Linked DNA regions of Mus musculus: all the other regions are linked to region 1. A link is a contact called in public HiChIP or PLAC-seq data. All regions are on one chromosome and are shown on one strand. Each heading gives the region's core, a stretch centred on a gene start, on an enhancer-like site or on the middle of the called end of the contact. The rest is flanking DNA. Distances are from core to core; before and after follow the strand shown. Region 1 overlaps Rabgap1l (RAB GTPase activating protein 1-like). Region 2 holds the start of Rc3h1 (RING CCCH (C3H) domains 1). Region 3 overlaps Rabgap1l (RAB GTPase activating protein 1-like).

Region 1 (3,356 bases), core at 468-2,967:
TCTGAAGAATACCTGCCAGTTTTTTTTAATGTTCCTTAATTTGATTTCTGTATAATTAAATTTAGGTTGTGTTTTTGCCAATACCACAGCAGTGATAATGGGCTCTTTTCAGTACACACCACCAGAAGGTGATGTGACACCAGTGTCCCTCCATTAAATCATGGTTTCAATCCATTCGGTTCTGGTGTGACTTGTACAATACACAGGAGCCACAAGAGAACAGAATCTAGTCTGCCTTTCTTTGATAAATTTCTCTCTTCTATAGTCTGTGTAGTAATGCCCTCCACGTCCTCAAGAAAATGAAGAGAAAAAAAAAAAAAAAAAAAAAAAAAAAACTAAAGAGGTTGCTTTTAAACATAAGTCCTTCAGCAAGAATACTGCATCACATTAGCCAAACATTCACTGCATTACTCTTCCTCTCTTTAAACACTTTAAAGGCCCAATCTTTTAGGATAGATTAATTGGAATTTGATAGATAATAAGCAAAAAGAGGTGATTTGGTTCTGGGGATTTTTCATGGGCAACCACTAGAGGTCAGTATTGGAGCACTGAAAGTCAAGTACTTGTTTCCTGTAACAGATTTCATAGACCCTCAGAAGAGTTATTTAAAAACCCTCATGCCACATCTTCCCTGTGTTATTAATGATGACTAATAAGATGTAAAATATACAAACAGCAGGTTATTTTATTCTCCCTTTCCCCTAGTTTCATAACATATTCACATTTACTATAATTCTTTTATTATTTCGCCCCAAATGAATAGTGAACAAAGTGTTCAATATATTGCATATAAAACATTTAAAACAACTTTTTTTTAAAGAAGAAAGAGAGATGCAGGATAAATTGGGATTAGCACCATTCCCTGCTGCACAGTGGACTTCATTGGTGGGCCACTCATTTACCTATCAGTAAGTAGATCCCTATAAACTATGGAGGACGGAACCTGTCTGTGTCTTTAAGGGTACACACACACCAGTTGTCAGGATGCTACCTGGAATAGAGATGTTCAGTCTGAGAAAGGTGATTCTAAGTAGATGACCTGTCCCTCTCTGTCTCTCTGTCTGTCTCTCTCTGTTTGTCTCTCTGTCTCTCTCTCTGTCTCTCTCTCTGTCTCTCTCTCTCTCTCTCTCTCTCTCTCTCTCTCTCTCTCACCTAGGACTTTGCATATGCTAAGCAACAACTCTACTACCAACTTACATTCTCAACCCTCATTCTTCCTTTTCCTTTCTTCTCCTCCCCTCCCCTCCCCTCCCCTCCCTTCCCCTCCCCTCCCCTCCTTCCCTTTCCTAATTGCCATCTTAGAACAATTCAACTTTTACTTCTACCCTCTGTTGATTTCCTGCCACCTACAGCCACTAGCAGCCTGGTCTACAAACAAAACAAAAGAAAACAAAACAAAACACAAAACAAAACAAAACAAAACAAAACAAAACAAACCCTCTAAGACACGTGATATAATTTGAGCTCAGTTAAGGGACCTAAATTACTTGTGCTATGGGAACCTAAAATCTTTATTGTAAGGAACTATAAAAATATTGCTTCATTCACTTTTACCAGTGGGCCTCGTGAGATGGCTTGGCACTTGCTGTGTATGCCCAAGGAGCTGACTTTATTCTAGAAACCAATGTAAAGGTGGGGAGGTAGTGCCATCGTATTCATTCATGGTACTCTTTCAGAACGTGAGGTGGGAGGTGGAGACAGAAGAGTCTCCTGGAAGCTTGCAGGCTCCCTTCAAGCACAGACACATGAGGCCCTGCCCTCTCTTTAACATAACAAGTGAGGCAGAAAACCTGAATGTTGTTGTCTGAATACATGCAAGGCTGTATTCCCAAACACATTGATCACAAAATTTAGGATTTAGAAAAATTAAGATATTAAACTAACTTTTTGTCTGTTAGGCTATCATTAATTGCTCTATTTTGAAAAAAGAAAAGAAAAAAAAAAGAAAAAAGAAAATTTCAAATATGCCAGGTGGTTTACTAAGTTCGTAGAATTTAGGACTGTACTGTCCAGTTTTCTGGCTCTGGCTCAGCTCTCTATGCGTTAAGTCAGTGGTGTTCAGCCATAGCTATTTATTAAAATCACTTGGGGAAATTTTATACCACACAGAGGCCGATGCTTGACCAGAGAACAACCACAATAACAACAAAATATTTCTCAGGAGCCATATAGTTACTTGCATTTTTAAGAACTTCCCAGGCAATGATGCCATAAATTCAAGATGAGAATTGAGCATTAACCAGAAGTAGCAAGTCACCTATTTGTCAGAATGACCCAAAAAAGTCTTAGTAATGCTCTAGATTCTACTTCAGCTGATCTAGGCAGGGCCTGGGCTTGTAAGGCATTTCTGATATGCACCAAATATTTACAGCTAACCTAATATCTAAAGATAAACCCAAAATTCATCCATTTGTACACAGGAGGATGGATATTATTTCAGAAACTGAAAAATGACTAATGTTAAATAATCTCTGGAACATGTAAATTCTGATCATAAATATTACCAAAATGTAACCTCTTCAGTTCCCTAATGAATATTCCTTTCATGCACATTCACATCATAAAAATTCACGAACGGAACAAAGTTGATGCTTCCCACAGCAAACAAACAGTATATTATTTTTATTATGCAATGATCTCAAAGTATTTACAATATCAAGGTAACATTAAATTTATGAATTTAAAAATGAATATATGTAGGGCTGGAGAGATGGCTGTGGAGTTAAAAGCACTGGCTGCTCTTCCAGAGGACTGAGGTTTAATTCCCAGAATGCACATAGTGGCTCACAAACATCTATCACTCCAGTTTCAGGGAATCTGACACACTTTTTGGCCGCCAAAGGCACCAGGCACACATGTAGGCATACATGAAGGTAAAACACTCATACACATAAAATAAAAAATAGAAATTAACAGTGGCATAATTCCAGTTATAAAATAGCAATTAAAATAATGTTATGGTTGGGAGTCACCACACCATGAGGAATTGTACTAAAGGGTTGCAGTGTTAGGAAAGCTGAGAACTATTGCTTTAGATGATTTGCCAGCAGTAAGAAAGTGTGTAACGATCATTTAGAAAGTTGTTGAGGACATGTAAGTTCTATTAAATTTCACAATCGTGTCTGTTCCGTGATCTGTCTGTGTGTACACATATATACATTCTGGTAACGAGGTAGTCTGCTACTCTAACAGGAAGCTATGAGCTGGCTACTCTAAAACCAACAGGACTGGACCTGCCATGGTGGACACAACTTTAATCCATAGCATTCCAGAAGCAGAGGCAGGCAGCATGATCTGCACCTCAAGTTTCGGGCCAGCCACGGCGACATAACAAGACCCTGTCTCTACATAATTAC
Region 2 (3,356 bases), core at 354-2,853, 510 kb after region 1:
TGATATTTCAGCTGTGTGAGCTGGATATGCTGTCTTACACCTATAAGCCTAAAGTTAAGAGGCAGAAGGATTTGCAGGGCAGGCAGTGGTGACACAGGCCTTTAATCCCAGCACTTGGAAGGCTGAGGCAGGCAGATAAATCTGAGTTCAAGACCAGCCTGGCCTACAGAGTGAATTCCAGGACAGCCAGAGCTACACAGAGAAACCAAGAAAATAAAAAAATTAAAAATGAGGTGAGAGACGAGCCCGTGAACGTGCTCCAGGCCACCCTGGTCTCAAAGCAAGAGCCTGTCTCAAGAACCAAAGCCTGGCCAGGTATGGCTAGGTGGCCATACCTATAATCTGAGCTCTCAGGGAGCAGAGGTTCAGAACTTCCAGGTCAGTCCAGGCTCCAGGATTTTCTGTTCCGGGAATAAAACAAACCCAGCCAAACCAAAACAACAACAAACAAACAATCAAACACCCACGGGGAAAAAAAAGAAACCAAAACAAAGCCCAAACAAGCCCAACAGCCACCCAGTAATTGTTTCTTGTGAGATGTGGAAGTAATTTGTTTGTTTGTTTTAAATCGATGTTGGTGAGTTTACAGTGAAGAAAGGACAGTCTGGGCATGGGGCCCATGCCTTTAATTCCTTCACTTGGAAGACAGAGACAGATGGAACTCTTGTGAGTTCAAAGCCAGCCTGGTCTACAGAAGAATTTCTAGGATAGCCAAGGGTATATAATAGAGAGACCCTGTCTCAAAAACAGAACAAAAAAAAAAAAAAAAAAAAAAAAAGAAAGGACAGAACAACAAATTCTCTGCTTTCACAGACAAAGCAGGAAGCAGAAGGAGAGCGGGGAGCATTTTATGGTGTTGACTTGAGGACAGTTTTAATGTGAAAATTAGAATATAAATTTAATACTATATAGTATTAGAATTCCGTTTCTTTCGGTTCTCCAGAATTTGGCTAAACCGAATTATGTCGAAGATGTGTGCACACACACCCCACAACACAGGGTACTGGAAAGGGGTGGGATGCAAAACAGATACAAGAGGAAGAGTCCAGAGCTTAAGAGAAACGCCATCATACACACACACACAGACACAGACACACACACACAGACACACACACAGACACACACACACAGACACACACACACACACACACACACACACACACACACACACACACACACACACAAGCGCGAGTGAGGCTGGGGAGAGGTAGCATATAAGAAAAAAGATGCTAGAGTCGAGGAAGAGTCCAGACCTCAGAAAGTGACAAGCTCAGAGGCAGCGCGAGACTCCATAGGAGTGAGCTTACGGGAACCGCCTGGCCTCTTGCCTGCCAGCACCAAAGGCACTGTGGCCACAGGCCAGGCGGGTGGCCCGGGAGGAGGTGGGACAAGTTTCTCCACTCGGGGCGCGACAGCGCTCGAGACACGGGCGGGGCGCGTCGCCCGCTCCCGACAGGGCGTTGGGGCCGGTGACTCAGAGCTTTCCTCCCGGCCCCGCCCTCAGACGACCACGCCCCACCTCGTTAGCCACGCCCCGCCCCGTTGGCCACGCCCCATGAGGAGGAGCCTCGCCTTCATCTCCGCCCCAGTCTCGGGGCGGGCCGGAGTCTGAGGAAGAGGAAGGGGACGAGGACAACGAGCGACGGGCGGCGGAGGACGCGGAGGAGGAAGGGGAGGCCGACCAACAAGATGGCCCCTGCTGCAGGAGCAGCCTCAGCAGCAGCAGGTGGGGGGCTGGAGGCGGCGCTGGCGGTGGCGGCTACGGCCGTGGTCCGGCGGCCTGGGACAGAGTCAGAGTCGATGGTGGCAGCGGCGGCGGCGGCGGCTGCCGCGACGGTGGCGACGGCCGCAGGGACTCGGAGCTGAGAGGAGCTGCTGCTCGGACCAGAGCGGTGAGCAAGTGGCGGTCGGCAGTGTGGGGAGCGGGGCGGCCGCGGCCGAGAACAATAGGCAGCGACTGCGGGGATGGGGCTGTCCTCACCCGCCCTGCGCTCGGGACCGGCCCCAGGGCTTGTCAGTGGCCGGCGTCCTTTAGGCCTCAGGCCTCCGCGTGCCTCCCGGAGGGCCTGCCGGGGTAGGTAGGCCGAGGGGCGGTGCGGACGCCGCCCTGGACGCCGGGAAGGCTGGGGAGGCTGGGGCGGGAGCGGGGGGTTGGGGGGGTCCGAGGCTGACTGGTTCCGAGGTCCCTCGGAGGACAGCGGGCGGGCGGTGAGTTTGCTCGCAGGAAATGTTGTTTGGACCCCTGTCTGTGCGGTGGGGGAGGGAGTAGGCGCCTGTAAACAGCCGCCGCTCCTGCCTAGCTGCCAGGCGTGGCTGCTCCCTCCCCAGCCCCCTTCCTCCCTTGGCCAAGTGGGTTTTAGGGTGTCGGTTTCCCAGGAGTTCCTGGAGATAAACCCTATTGGCCAAGACGAAACCATGTGCAGGTGCCTTTTTCAAAAAGACTATAAGTGTACAACAACAAAAACACACAAAATGTGGTTGTTGGTAAAGGATGGAGTAGTAAGGGGTGGACCTTTCCTAACAAGGTTCTAAACATCAGGTCTCTGTAAACACCACGGTACTCACATCCCAGGTCCGAGGGAGCTAGCCGAAACAAGGGCTCTTTTTGAAGCAGCAATAATGTAACTCTTGACATCCCAGAATAGTCCGTGAAACTGGAAACAAAGCCACTTATTGGCAGCACGGAGACAGATTGTTAAGGTTTGAGCGGAACTTTTCTAACTAGCCATTTTGAATTGTGTACAGCAGAGGCGATATCATTAACCTCTTTGGTATCTGCTGGAAGCACTTAGGACAGAGAAGTGGTTCATCTGTCTCCCTTAGGAGTTCATGTGTCTGTCTCATATTCTAATCATTTTTTTTCCAGTTTGTCCCAAAATTTGGAGAAGATTCTTTTTTCTCTGTTTGAAATTTCATATTTAAAGCCTACTTTCTAAGATTTCCAATACTTTTAGCCTGCCGTTATGCTTGCCTGTGAATCCTAGCACTCAGGAGGCTGAGGCAGAGTATCCTGATTTGACAAGACTTGTATCAAAAAACTAATTCAGCCAACAAAATGCCAGACAATAGAAACTTTTACTGATAGTTTTCAAAAAACAAAAACCAGTTGTGGTTCTGTTTTAAGTGGCTAGGCTTAGGATGAGACACCTCATTTTATGTTAGTATGCTATACTGCAATAATATCTTTATACTTAAAAGTTAGCTATTTCTCCTAAATGTAATTTTTCTAGGCATTTACCACATACATTTTCAAATGGAGGGGGAAGAGGTAAATTTTATTCCATTTTCTACGTGGGTATGCAGAAAAATTATTAAAAAGCTTGAAAGCATTCAAGAAGACTGCTTAATATTCACTT
Region 3 (3,356 bases), core at 608-3,107, 290 kb after region 1:
GTGAGGTCTCTTGAGGACTCATCCATCAGATAGAAAAGATATAGTGGCAGGAAAGTGAGATGATTAGTCACACAGCAACCACAATCAGCAAACAGAGAATGATGGGTGCTTATGCTCAACATGCTTTCTCCCTTTAATTCAGAATGAGACCCAAGCCCATAGAACGGTACCACCCACTAGTCAAGATTAACCATCACAGGAGTAAATTCTATACTATTTACTGAAGAATGCTAATGTTACCAGACTTTGGTTTCCTCCAGAGAATTAAGGGCTATATTCTCTTGGGTAATACACATCAAAATGTCTTTAAATTCAGATTTTCATAGGCTGTTCATCACTCCCTGCCTTTGTTTTTAAAATGCTTTTTCCATTTATTCATCTTCAACAGGTTACAGATTATTAGGAGCAAGGCTCAAATGCTCAGATGCTTAGCAGAGAGCTGTCAAGGACCCTTTCCTATGGTGAGTGGCTCAGCTGCAGATGCCACCACCCTAAGGTACACACAGTAAGTTAGACAAGGACTATAAACAAGGGTGGAGGTAGGGTAAAGATGAGAGCTGAGGGCCTCACCACTTGTAACACCATAGGCTACCTGTAGCCTCCCAAAAAGAATATCCCTCTCAAAGACGGGGATAGCTATGATAGTTGCCCTGACATGTATTGTGCTTGTTTGTGACTATACTAATAGTCTATGCTCTGAAACACATCCTGGCAGATCCCCCAGTCTATTCACAGCAATAAACCCAACTAAGATAGAAAGAAGTTGGTACTAGGAACTGGGGTGTTGCTATGATAGGTCTGACCATCTTTTTTTGTTTAAAAGAATATGGACTTTGAGACTGTGGGGTATTACTGTGATAAGCATGTTTTTGTTTAGAAAAATGTGGACTTTGTGACTATGGATTAGACAATCAGTTGAATGATTTAAGTGTGACTTAAAGGGCCATGCTAATAGGAACATGGTAGACAGTGGTGCTAAGAGTGATTTGAACTGTGGAGGCCTGGCTCAAGAGATTTCAGAGGAAGTGTTTGTATGTTGCCTAGAAATCATTCTTATGATATTTTGGTGAAGAATGAATGTGGCTGCTTTACCTTTGTCTGAAGCAAAAGTGAAGAGAATCAGATTAAGGAAATCTCAAAACAGCCTAACATAGACTCTTTCTTGTGGTACATTCTTATTTTTGTTTTGTTTTAATTAGGTATTTTCTTCATTTACATTTCCAATGCTATCCCAAAAGTCCCCCATACCCCCCCCACTCCCCTACCCACCCACTCCCACTTCTTGGCCCTGGTGTTCCCCTGTACTGGGGCATATAAAGTTTGCAAGTCCAATGGGCCTCTCTTTCCAGTGATGGCCGACTAGGCCATCTTCTGCTACATATGCAGCTAGAGACACGAGCTCTGGGGGTACTGGTTAGTTCATATTGTTGTTTCTTGTGGTACATTCTTACGAAGAGCATTTTGATCAAACATAGCAAGCTGAGAAAGGAAAAAAATGCAAAATGTATGATTCAAGTATTAAAGCAGCACCAAGAAATAGAATGGAGCTAAATCCTGTGTTTAATGAGATAACCAGATTAAAGATGTTAAATAGAATTAAGGAAATGGAAACCTTGGGGACAAGATCCTACCCAGATAAGCTTCCTTCTTGTGAAAAGGTATTAAAGAAAGCTTAGATACAGACTTGTTGGTGCACACCTTTAATTCCAGCATTCAGGAGACAGAGGCATACAGATCTCTGAGTTCAAGGTAAGCATAATCTACAGAGCAAGTTCTAGGACACCCAAGCTTAGGCAGTGAAGGAAATCATGGAAAACAGAAAGCTGGTAAAGCTGTAACTGAATGAAGACGCCATGTTCCAGCCTCAACAAGGAACAGAACTTGGCAGCTTCAACCACGTGGCTCTGGCTTTAGACTCAAGAATAGAAGGGATTATGGAATATCCCTCTCTAACCAAGAAAAATCACGTAGGCCAGATGTGTGGCGGGGTGTCCCTGCACAGAGGCCTTGAGAGGCCACTGCATGAAGCAATGATATTGAAGTTGCCTTGAAGACCCCTAGATGTAAGAGATGCCAGAGCCCAGAACCATTGGATACCTGCCGAGGAAAGCTGCTAACAGAGAATGGAACGATCCCAAGAGAAAGAAGTGTGTTGCAATCAACACAGCTGAAAAGAGTGGAGATATAAAGAATGCTCTGACATCAGACACAGAGATTCAGAGTTTGGCGTTTGCCCATCTGGTTTTGGTCTTGCTTTGTTCTGGTATCTCCTCACTATGACATCTTGGAATGGTAACATATATCTTATGATTTGTTTTTTGATTTTGATTTTATAGGGAGTTAAGAGATTGAATGAATCTCAGAAGAGACTTTGAACTTTGGACTTTTAAACATTGTTGAGACTGTAATAGTCTATGGGGACTTTTGAAGTTAGACTAAATATATTTTCTATTATGTAGTATCTACAAGGTTGAGGTGGGCAGGAAGTGAAATGTGGTGGTTTGACTAGGTTTGGCCCACAGAGATTCATATATTTGAATGCCTGGCCACAGGGAGTGGAACTATTAGGACGTGTGTCCTTATTGGAAGAGGTGTGGCCTTATTAGAGGAAGTGTGTCACTATGGAGGCAAGGCTTTGAGATTTTTTTTTTTTTTTTGAAGCTCTGCCCAGTATGACAAATCTAGTCTCCTGGCTGCCTTCAGATCAAGATATAGAATTCTTGATCCTCCAGTACCAAGTCTCCTTGCACACTGCCATGCTTTCCATCATGACGAAAATGGACTAAACCTCTGAAACTGTAAGCCAGCCCCAATTAAATGTTTGTCTTTGAAAGTACCTAAGGAGCTAAAGGGATCTGCAACCCTATAGGTGGAACAACATTATGAACTAACCAGTACCCCGGAGCTCTTAACTCTAGCTGCATATGTATCAAAAGATGGCCTAGTCGGCCATCACTGGAAAGAGAGGCCCATTGGACACGCAAAATTTATATGCCCCAGTACAAGGGAACGCCAGGGCCAAAAAGGGGGAGTGGGTGGGTAGGGGAGTGGGGGTGGGTGGGTATGGGGGACTTTTGGTATAGCATTGGAAATGTAAATGAGCTAAATACCTAACAAAAAATTTTTTAAAAAAATTAAAAAAAAATGTTTGTCTTTGTTAGGACTGCCTTGGTCATAGATTCTCTTCACAGCAATAAAACCCTAACCATGATACTCTGATTAAGCTGAGGATGCACACTAGAGGCTGGAGCTACCATTCTTATGGCCTTCTAATACAGACTGAACTATAATCATCATTACCACTTCTCCATAACCCCTCAGAGGTACTAGAAGCCAGAATACTAACATCATAATCT

Evidence for each region. HiChIP or PLAC-seq counts read pairs in DNA pulled down with a chosen protein or histone mark.
Region 2: a contact with region 1 is called in an H3K4me3 HiChIP or PLAC-seq map of embryonic stem cells, with 3 times the contacts expected there. The contact joins the promoter of Rc3h1 here to the enhancer-like site in region 1. A contact is called at or near these places in 6 of 39 promoter capture datasets (the 3T3-L1 cell line, cranial neural crest, frontonasal cranial neural crest and 2 more), 1 of 15 datasets of contacts at CTCF or cohesin (the NIH/3T3 cell line), 1 of 484 Hi-C or Micro-C datasets (bone marrow-derived macrophages), 3 of 115 datasets of contacts at active chromatin or transcription factors (astrocytes, embryonic hindbrain and embryonic stem cells) and 1 of 9 other capture datasets (embryonic stem cells).
Region 3: an H3K27ac HiChIP or PLAC-seq map of embryonic stem cells shows a contact between it and region 1, with 4 times the contacts expected there. The contact joins two enhancer-like sites. A contact is called at or near these places in 4 of 484 Hi-C or Micro-C datasets (CD4 T cells, bone marrow-derived macrophages, embryonic cerebral cortex and 1 more), 2 of 115 datasets of contacts at active chromatin or transcription factors (the NIH/3T3 cell line and embryonic stem cells) and 1 of 9 other capture datasets (embryonic stem cells).

What each region holds. Positions count from the first base shown.
Region 1 is chr1:160,399,109-160,402,464 of GRCm38.p6, forward strand. The region is part of intron 17 of Rabgap1l (RAB GTPase activating protein 1-like); the gene reads right to left. Among named protein-coding and RNA genes, the nearest start is that of Mir1927, 100 kb to the left of the region's middle. Within about 2 kb of position 1,718, at least 2 of the 459 cell types and tissues checked have an H3K27ac peak or open chromatin away from gene starts, as enhancers often do. A contact at or near this core is called in embryonic stem cells, where this site is marked.
Region 2 is chr1:160,904,808-160,908,163 of GRCm38.p6, forward strand. It overlaps Rc3h1 (RING CCCH (C3H) domains 1), which reads left to right and starts at 1,604. Exons shown (of 20, transcript NM_001024952.2): 1 at 1,604-1,892.
Region 3 is chr1:160,688,839-160,692,194 of GRCm38.p6, forward strand. All of the region lies in intron 10 of Rabgap1l (RAB GTPase activating protein 1-like), which reads right to left. Among named protein-coding and RNA genes, the nearest start is that of Gm23528, 45 kb to the left of the region's middle. Within about 2 kb of position 1,858, at least 5 of the 459 cell types and tissues checked have an H3K27ac peak or open chromatin away from gene starts, as enhancers often do. A contact at or near this core is called in embryonic stem cells, where this site is marked.